2 separate regions of the Arachis hypogaea genome follow, and region 1 is linked to region 2. The links are chromatin contacts, called in public Hi-C maps. All regions are on one chromosome and are shown on one strand. The core of a region is the stretch at or near the end of the contact, and the rest is flanking DNA. Distances in the headings are between cores, read along the strand shown.

Region 1 (4,917 bases), core at 53-2,552, 73 kb after region 2:
ATTCATATATAAAAAATTTAGCCATTTTTGTGTCATTTACAATAAATTGATGTATTTTTTTAGTTCTAAAATATATTTGAATGTATTTTGTAAGTTGAGTGGGTTAAGGTTTTGGTTGTGTTTTTTTTTTTTAATTTCTTGGATCATTTACCAAAAATTTCTTTGTCATTTCTAACTAAATGATGTGTTTTGTTATCACTAAATTGATTGTGTAGTATTAAACTAATATATAAGAGATTTAGAAATTTAGTCATTTTTGTATCATTTATAACAATTTGATGTGTCTTTTGAATCTAAAACACATTTAAATATTTTTTGTGGTTGATTGAGTCAGTTTTAAACTTGTGGTCCTTTGAATATTTTTGTGTTATTCACAAAAGTTGTATTATTCATAAAAAAATTATGTGTCATTTACAACTAAATGATATGTTTTTATTATTGTTAAGAAGATGATGATAATAAAAGAGGAGGAGGAGGAGGAGTAAGAGAAAGAGGTTGTGGTGGTAATGGTGACAATGTCAACGATATCGAAAGAAAAATGAGGGAGAAAAAAAAGAGAAGAAAAGGAGCAAGAGTGTAAGAAGAAGAAGAAAAAATGCATGTACAATAAGTGACGCGTAGATATAAAATACATTATAACAACTTAGGTTGAACTCAGGTATTTCGCTTGGTTGTGTAACTTTTTCATTAAAATAAATAGTACACGCATGTTACTTCTGTATTTTATACTACTAAATTTTTCCTTTGCTATAAACAGTTCTTTTTCTTTTTGAGATAGTTATTAGACCTTAAATTATCAAGAATAAACTACCATTTGTACCTACGAAAGTTTTAAACGCTGACAAATATATCACAAAACAATAAAATTAAAATTGTATCCATAAAAGATCGGTTTTATACGACAAAATTATCCAAATCTTAAAAAACTATTCAAAAATCTCAAACTACCCTCCTCTCCACCACTGCTACCATCGTCTTCTCTCTTTCCCCAAATCAACCCCCACCGCAATCAAAGGGCTCTCTCTCTCCTCCCAAATCGACCCCACTGCAAAGTGAAGCTTCCAGGTAACTTCATTGCTGATAGGGAAAACAGAAAAAAAAGGGGGATTATTTCATATTTGAAAGACTTCCATTACCAAAAACACAACACGTGCATTCTAGATTGCACACAAGAAACGCAGAAAGACAAAAATCAAAACATGGAGTACTATGACGCTAAGTTTCTCTACCGCTATGGCGGTGGCGAGATCAAACGCTGCCCTAATGACTCTAAGATCTCCTATGTTGGTGGCCACAACAATATCCTCTATGTTAGCTGCGAAATCGACTTCACCGCCATGCTCGCCGAACCCTCCGCTCTCTTTGATGCTGCCGGGGTTGATTTGGAAGGGGAGAGAGAGAGAGAAATTTGGCTGCGATGGGGATTGACTTGGAGAGAGCGCGCGAATGAAGATAACAGTGGTGGAGAGGAGGGTAGTTTAGGATTCTTGGATAGTTTTTTATGGTTTGGATGATTTTGTCGCACATAACCGATCTTTCATGAGTACAACTTTAATTTTATTATTTTGTGGGTACATTTTATCAGCATTTAGAACTTTCATTGATACAAATGGTAGTTTATTCAATTATCAATGTATTTAGAACTTTTGTGGATACAAATGGTAGTTTATTCAATTATCAATGTATTGTCTATGGAATTATTTTTCTAAACCAAACATGAATTCATTTCAGTCCGGCTCGTAGGTTTACATCTGGTTTATACTAAAGTGTATTAACAAAATGGCATAAATGCCTAGCACAATTAGAAGTAATATTTAAATTTCCCAGGAAAATGATGGCAAAAAATTATTGCAACAGTGTAGTCAAAAAATAATGTTTGCAACACTAACTGTACATTTATAATAGCAGCTCCCCGGTGTACGCTGTTGCGCTGGTTCCTTGTTCAGCCCTTGAGGCAACTTAATTCCTTAGTTTTTACTTTTTAATGTTCACAGGAACCACCAAAGTTTTGAAAAATGTGTTCACTCTATTGTGAAAATTAGAGGAACTGATAAATATCCAGCTAATATGTAAGGAGGACTTACAACAACAGATGCCAATCGAGTAACCATTACTGCAGATGAAGTTGAAGATGATTGACATTGAGTTGAACTCATAGCACACTGATGATTGATCAAGCCTAATTTGAAACTAGAATGTTTGACTTCAAGAAGGCAAGACGGTTCTTGGTTAAATTGATCTTCTCTTCAGCTTCGGCTGCTTTTTCTTGCACTCCGCGGACCACATCTTCCGGGGCCTTCTCTACAAACTGAAGAACGGGACAGAAAACAGTAGTTGGCACCAATTACTTCATTGCATTTATTCTAGAGGAATTTTATACTTAATATTATACGATAATACAATTAGACACTTTGCAATAGTAGAAAATTCCAGCTAACTAACAATATAATTTGATGAAAGCTAGCAAGTTAACAATAACAAGATCTGATAAGAATAATATAGGAACAAAATAGCAGAGCAGAATTCTTTGGCAACTAAGTTGAATTGCACAATTGAACCGTGTAACAAGACATCATCTGCACACTTCAGAAATTCTGGAGGTTGTAAAGAACATTTCATACCTTTGGGGAACTAAGTTTAGCTTTGAATCCATCATACTCCTTTTGCATCTTGGAAAGGCGCTTTGTAAGACGTTCAACTTCAGCAGAAATATCAACCATATCAGCTAGAGGGAGATATGCCTCTAGTCCTTCACCAGCCACAAGGTGAACCGATTGATCTGCATCTCCTGAATAACAATCCACCAAAGAAACCAACAAATTTGAATCAGCAACCAGTTATTAATTGAAACAAGAAAAACAGTTGATTGGATAAAGTGAAGGAAAGATGCAATGTCAGCCTTCATTCAAGTAGCATGAAATCAAGCAGAAATCATCATGCCTGGAGGAGAATTCGTAAAATGAAGATTTTGTAAATCAAGCCGAGAGAGAAGAGCTAAAACTTCTTTTTCTTCCTGCAAGAAGCAAAAGATACAAGTTAGTGCTACTAAGAAGAAAAAGAAAATGACAGGTATTAGGTCTGGTTATTGAGAAATGAGAAAATGAAAATTAAACCACACTTACAGCTACATATTGGATAACTTCATTGCTTGCAACCACAGATGCTGATATCCGCTTTGCAGGCTCAACTGAATATTCTGCCCGAGCATTCCGGATAGCTCTAACCTTGAAATATTAAAACAAAGTTTGCATATAATAAGATTAACATAAATCAAACTACTAATCGGAAATTGATTCCTTAAATACAAGAGAATATACAAAATACAAATATACACACCAAAGCTTGCAAAATTTCAAACTTTTTTATAGAGCTGGTGTTCCTTGGGAGTTGGGTCTGTGGCCAAGGTGATACAATAAGGGCAAGTTTCCGGTTGGGGAGTGCCTGTTAATTGTAAAAAATAAAACTTCAGAAAACAATCGTCTTATGATCACTTATATTGAAAGAATATTGACTTAGACTGCCACTAATAAATTTGACGTATGATAAAGGATTAATTTGAATGTAAATATAAATATGCAATATCAATTTGAAAAAACTGAAGGTAACCATGTATGACTTACCAGATAACTTTCTTAGCAACACAAAACTAATTTTTATTAAACTGAAGAGCACTATATATATATATATATATATATATATATTACAAGTGAAGAATTCATGCTTGTTAGGTATATATCAGTTACCTGCCATAGCTCCTCAGTTACAAATGGCATAAAAGGATGCAAAAGTTTGAGTATGTTCTCGAATGTGTACAGAAGAACAGCTTGAGCTACTGCGGCAACTGATTTGCCTCCAGAGTGATAAAGGCGTGCTTTGCTAGCCTCAATGTACCTTAAGATAGCAAGAAGGTTAAAGAATTTGCGGACTATTAATCATAAAGAAAAGAGGAGAAGCCAAGATCACAGATTTGGGATGTTATAAACAAGTATTAAGATCTTTTGGATTTCAAAGTCATAATATACATAGCATTATGAACCTATAAAGGGTAACATACCAATCTGCAAAGTCACCCCAAAAGAAATCATATGTTTCTCGTGCCACTTCTCCAAAATAAAATTTGTCATAGCTTGCGGTGGCAGAATCAATAAGCAAGTGAAGTTTTGACACCTGGAATTGAATAAAATTATCATGCAGCTCTGCAAAATTTGACAAAAATTTATAGATAAAGTGCCTTACCACCCAACACTCTGATAAAGGGAGATTAAGTACAGAATCTTCACAATCAAACTGAAAATAAATAAACGAGTCAGTCTTAGCTAAGAATAGTTACAACCAATGCTCTCATTTAAATTTGCTAAACATCAATTGAAACAGTTGGAATCAAAGTACCAGTATAAAAGGTAAACCAAAATTCCGTGTCAAAAAAGAAAATGCCAACAATATTCATACCTAATAATATGTCAATGCTAAGAAGTTATAAAATTCAAACTGTAGTTTATTTATTGCTTCATTTGTTCAAGGGTAATATTCAGGTCAAAGTTTCAAAAGGATATTCATCCATCCATATGCAAGCAACTGAGTGGAAAAAAGTGAATCACTACTTTTGAAGTGCAAAAGCTGTCAACAGATTAGAACATACTAGGAGTCTAGGACTCACCAACTTCTTAATATTCATGAAAATCAGAGCAACACTTTCCAGTATATATAGTATTATCCCGGAACTTATATACATGCCAACATCTCGATACAAACACATACATCCTCCAAAATACACATATACAGACACAAACATGTATAGCATGGAAGCTAAGAAAATTTCCTCACCTGGTTAGACAATAAGCTTTCCCAAGCAGGTACATCATTTTTATCAGGCAAGTTCTGCAATATGAACTTGCCAGCATTCCACAATTTGTTGGT
Region 2 (4,794 bases), core at 610-3,109:
GTGCTTATTCGCGAATTATATGACTAAGTATATCTTTATAGTTATTCAAGATTTATGCACAAGAGTTTGTTTCATGAATTCTACACAAACATCATGGAGAGCAACCTCTGAAGAGTTTGCCTATGTTATTTCCTCCTGGGTTTGATATCCACGGTTCATGGCGTTCTAAATTAGCATTGGAGTACCTTGAAGAAAACAGCAGGGCCCTGTTCTTACGCTTCAAATCTTCCACCTCCAAGTGAAGCCTTCTTATGGTTTCTCTCTTTTCGTCATTTCTTCTTGCCAACTCTATAAATTGGTTCACATTATCTTTTGTAAGCTTGGCAATTTGAAACTCCATTGCCGACCACTTATTGTCGCATTTAAAGTCCACCATTGATGGATCTTCGAGGTTTATTTCTGAATCAGCAATCTTCATAGAATCATTTCTATTGATAGAGAGATTAGTCATTCCTTCTTCTATTTCAGTGTCTCTACCTTCAAGCTCTGGTTTAAGTTTCATGCTGCATGAGTCAGCTGATAAAAACTCATGGTATTCACCTTCTTGCTTATTTGATAAAGAATTTGTATTGGTACAATCAAAATTGATATCAGAACCCTTCAGGGGAGATTTTGATATACCAGAAGATAATAAAGATCTTGAATGAAAGACATCATTTTCAGAGGTTTTATAGGTACCATCAGATATTTTGCACTTGAGTTGGTTATGTGCTATCGCTAAAGCGCGGTAAGACTGGCCAAATTCTTCAAGCATGCACATGAAGTCTTCTCTCCATTTATAATCTCTGTGTTCGTGGTTTGGAGAGTTGCTGCCACCCTCTAAAATGGTCATCATGGCTTCCAGTTTCTCATCCAAATCTGTAAATTGATCAAATACCCAGGGACTTTTGAGTAAAATGTGCAGCACAACTAATCTAGAGCACGAACATTTTGAATGATGTGTGCTTACCAGAATTCCTATGATTTAATCATACGAGGGACCTTCTCCATATACCCAGAGATGGATGCAGTTCTTAACTAAACTGAGGTATTTTATTAGTAGGATATAGATACTATATATATATTTTTCCCTTATCATCTTATACTTTGACCCCACACTAATCTAGTATTTACATAAACTTCTTTACTATACACATATTTACTGAACCTGACCACGTTTGATTACTGTTTCTGGAGAGTGTTTTTTCAATACTAATCTAGTAGACTTCAAACATTTTGGTTGTGTTCTAATCCCTACCTTTTACTTAGTTATAGTGGCAAATAATTGGATCCTAGAAGAAGACATGTCTTGCTCCCTAAGACATCGGAAATATGTCACATAACCAATTTTCTCCCCGACTCATCTTCCACAACCACTCTAATAATCTTGTTGCCCAACTTTGTTGTACGGAAAATCCAAATCAAAGAAAGCTGACAACTAATTATAAAGAACTATCCTAAATAAATTTAACTTTCCTTCATGTTGCATGCAAATCAAATGACCTTTTGCTTTGTCAAAACAATAACCTGACAACACAAAAGGTCATGCATTTTTTATTTAACATGTAAAATGAAGCAAAGCTATTGAACTTTGGCATATATATATATATATATATATATATATATATATATAGGAGAGAGAAAGAGAGAGACCTGATATGGTTGTTTGAAGCCATTGAGACTTGTAGATATGTGCAGAACTCCAAGATTCATGATCATTATTTTCCATGAACAAATTTGTTATCGGTTATTATCACAGAACAAGATAATTTATCAGAAGAGGACCAAAGAAGGAGCAACAGGGTAAAGTGTAAAGGATCAAGTAAAGAATATGAAAAGGTAGGTGCAGTTCCAGGATCTGTGTGGCAGCAGCTAAACGTTAAGCAGATTCTTTTTCAAATTGGAACGCATTCTCAAAGAACCAAATAAATGTAGTTTTTCAAATGCGCCCATTATTTCTCATTAATCTCCTGATGGATTTTCTGGGAAGCAGTATAATTTGTGTTTCCTTATAATATACGTACTAATTAATGAGTTTAATTTCGAATATGCAGCTGTATTCAGAATACAGTTCACAGTAGAATCAATTATTAATTTATTATTGATGGAAAAATACAACATAATTTATTGTACCGCGTATAGTAATATACACATGGTTGAAGAATTGAAGGCTTAGGTACAAGTACGATAAAAGTTTGAATCACATGGTCGTGATGGTCTTTTTTTAAAAAATAAATAAATTAAAATTTACGGAGGTATGGTCCTGATTGTCAGATTCATCTCAATGGACCATTTCTGACCAAAAAGGAAAAAAGGAAAAATGAAAAATTAAAGGAACTACTATTTTTATTTTCTAAATTTAATTTTTGACAACGATCTCTTCAAAAGTTGTCATTTTGGGCTTTTAACAATGGTTTTATACTTTTATTCGGACAAAATGATTTTTTTAATCAAATTCGTCTTTTAAAAATTTAAATTAATCATTTTTTGTCATTTTTTTGTTAATAGTGTCAAAATTTATTAATATGACACTTTAAATGACATCCAATAAGTCACCAAAAATAAATGACATCTAACAGACACTTAGAAGTCTTAATTGATTATTAATATAATAAATTTATGAAATTAAATCAAATCAAAATCTAATGGAGAGAAAATCTTAAGGCATTAGAATCTCTCAATTTGAGTTTGATTTGATCTAATTTCATAAACTAATCATGTTAATACATTCAGACTATTAGGTATGTGTTGTGATATTATTTAAGTACCATATCAATAAATTCTCAATGGAAGTGACGAAAGGATCAATATGATTAATTTAAAATCTTTAAAAGATAAATTTAATTAAAAAAATCTTTTAATGATCAATTTAAAAAACGAGTGACTAATTTGACTATTTACTATATATAGGTGATTCACTTTGGTGTTGGCTGAAAATTAGCGAAAGCCCTGGATAAACAGGACCGCGAGGACCTGTAAAAGAGTCCAATATCTAAATAAGTAACTGTTAGATGATTGAAATAAACTCAAAACTAAGTAATGTTATAAAAGGGTTAGTGACCCAAATTTCTTGAAAATTAAGTCGTTGAGTTCTTGTGTAAGGTGTTTCCTAACTTATTAATGTGTGTTTAGATTACACTTTATAAACGAGAGTTCGCATAAAATTGATTTTGTAAACTTGATTTTGATAAAAAATAAATTTGTGTTAAAATAATTTATGTTTGGTAATTTTTGTATCAAAATGAAGTATAGTAAAATAAATGTTGTTTGGTTTATACCATTCAAAATTATTTTTAGATAAAAAAATTACTAAAAAAAACATCAACTTGAATAATTTTTTTATATTATCCTATCATTTTAATTTAGATATTTAAATAGATCTTATTAGTTAATTTTATAATAAAATTAAGAGTAAATTACCAATTATGCCCCCAAATTTGTAAAACGCTGACATAAATACCCCTAATATTTGTTAACGACAATCATACCCTTGAAAATTTTAAAAACGGAACAAATCTGCCCAACTGTGAGGAGAACCCTTCTCCGTTAAACGGAACTTTGTGATGTGGCAAACGGAAGTCCAACGTGGCATCCGTATTAGGCTTTCAATCCCTTCTCTCCCTTATATAGTGTTAGGTGAGAACGTTTTCCCCAATTTGGGCAGCAAGCAAAACCCTAACCAGAGCCATGCATGGTGGAAGCAGAGTCATGTCAAATTGTAATCGAAGGACACAGTGTATGGAAAATTGTAGCTCTGAAGGGCTCGAAGAACATGTGAGCAAGCCATATGATGGGACATGCTTCTGCCGTCTTCAGGTGGTGGCCTTAAAGTCGAAGACGAGGAGAAACCCAAGAAGATGGTTTTTCAGGTGTCCTCTATGGAAGGTATGTATGATTTTTCTGCTTCATTTGTCCCTCCCCCCCCCTCCCCCCGGTTGAGAATTGACCTTGATGAACTGTATCTGTGTTGGGCAGACGAAGAACACTGGGTGCCGTTATTTTCAGTGGATGGATGAATCTATTGAGGAATCTGCTGGGGTGGAAGAATCCTCCAATAATGGCACAGTAGTATACAATACATGTGGAGTCTTGAAAGGGATGTTTACCAGTATTGAGACTGAGACGACACACATAGATGGAAAGATGTTGATAGAGCAGATGAAGAGAGTTGAATTGCTTGTGTGTTTCATTCTGGGTGGAGTTGTACTGAGTTTATGTATGAGTTTGATTTGTTTGGTTAGATAGGACAAGGGATGACTGTAGGACAGGGTTTATTAATGAATGTTAATTGTTATTGTTGCTTAGAAGTTATGTTGACATTGTTGTGGCTATTTAGTCACTTGTTGAGCAATTGGATATGTGTCTTGAATTCGATTGCATCACTAATAGAAGCATGAATTGAGTGAAGTGAATCTAACTAAAAAGGTAACTGAGATATGTTAACTAATTTCAAATAGACCTAAGAAATAAAAATTGGTAAAGGCACAAGATTAAGTAATTGGTCTGCATAACATTAAGCATTAGAACTAATTGTTCCATCCAAAATACTAGATACTGGATAATCAATCTTAATACTAGATATCAAAATACTCAAATTGTCCAACAAAAGGCAATAACCAACCATACTAAATATCAACATACAACCCAAAAACTACATAAACCACTGCAACTAAATATCAACTTATAACCCAAAAGATCAACTAATTATGCACCAAAGTTTTCCTCAAGTTGACTGATTTGGCATGAACTTTGAGAACCTAGAAGTGGTTGCTTTAGATGCACCATTCATGGTTTCATTTGACACAAGTGGAGTCC

What was found. A called contact is a pair of places that touch in the nucleus more often than the background predicts.
Region 1: a contact with region 2 is called in a Hi-C map of an unstated tissue, with 2.8 times the contacts expected there. The contact joins the enhancer-like site here to the promoter of LOC112754757 in region 2. A contact is called at or near these places in 2 of 8 Hi-C or Micro-C datasets (leaf and an unstated tissue).

What each region holds. Positions count from the first base shown.
Region 1 is chr16:119,799,524-119,804,440 of arahy.Tifrunner.gnm2.J5K5, forward strand. LOC112754761 (valine--tRNA ligase, chloroplastic/mitochondrial 2) reads right to left here. Exons shown (of 26, transcript XM_025802516.3): 18 at 4,825-4,917; 19 at 4,237-4,287; 20 at 4,055-4,167; 21 at 3,744-3,891; 22 at 3,337-3,441; 23 at 3,123-3,224; 24 at 2,941-3,013; 25 at 2,622-2,788; 26 at 1,645-2,308. The coding sequence ends at 2,180. Among protein-coding and RNA genes, the nearest start is that of LOC112754761, 14 kb to the right of the region's middle. Within about 2 kb of position 1,303, at least 1 of the 3 cell types and tissues checked has open chromatin away from gene starts, as enhancers often do.
Region 2 is chr16:119,725,961-119,730,754 of arahy.Tifrunner.gnm2.J5K5, forward strand. It overlaps LOC112754757 (protein NETWORKED 3C-like), which reads right to left and starts at 1,860. Exons shown (of 2, transcript XM_025802513.3): 1 at 1,633-1,860; 2 at 1-858. The coding sequence starts at 1,708. The coding sequence ends at 92.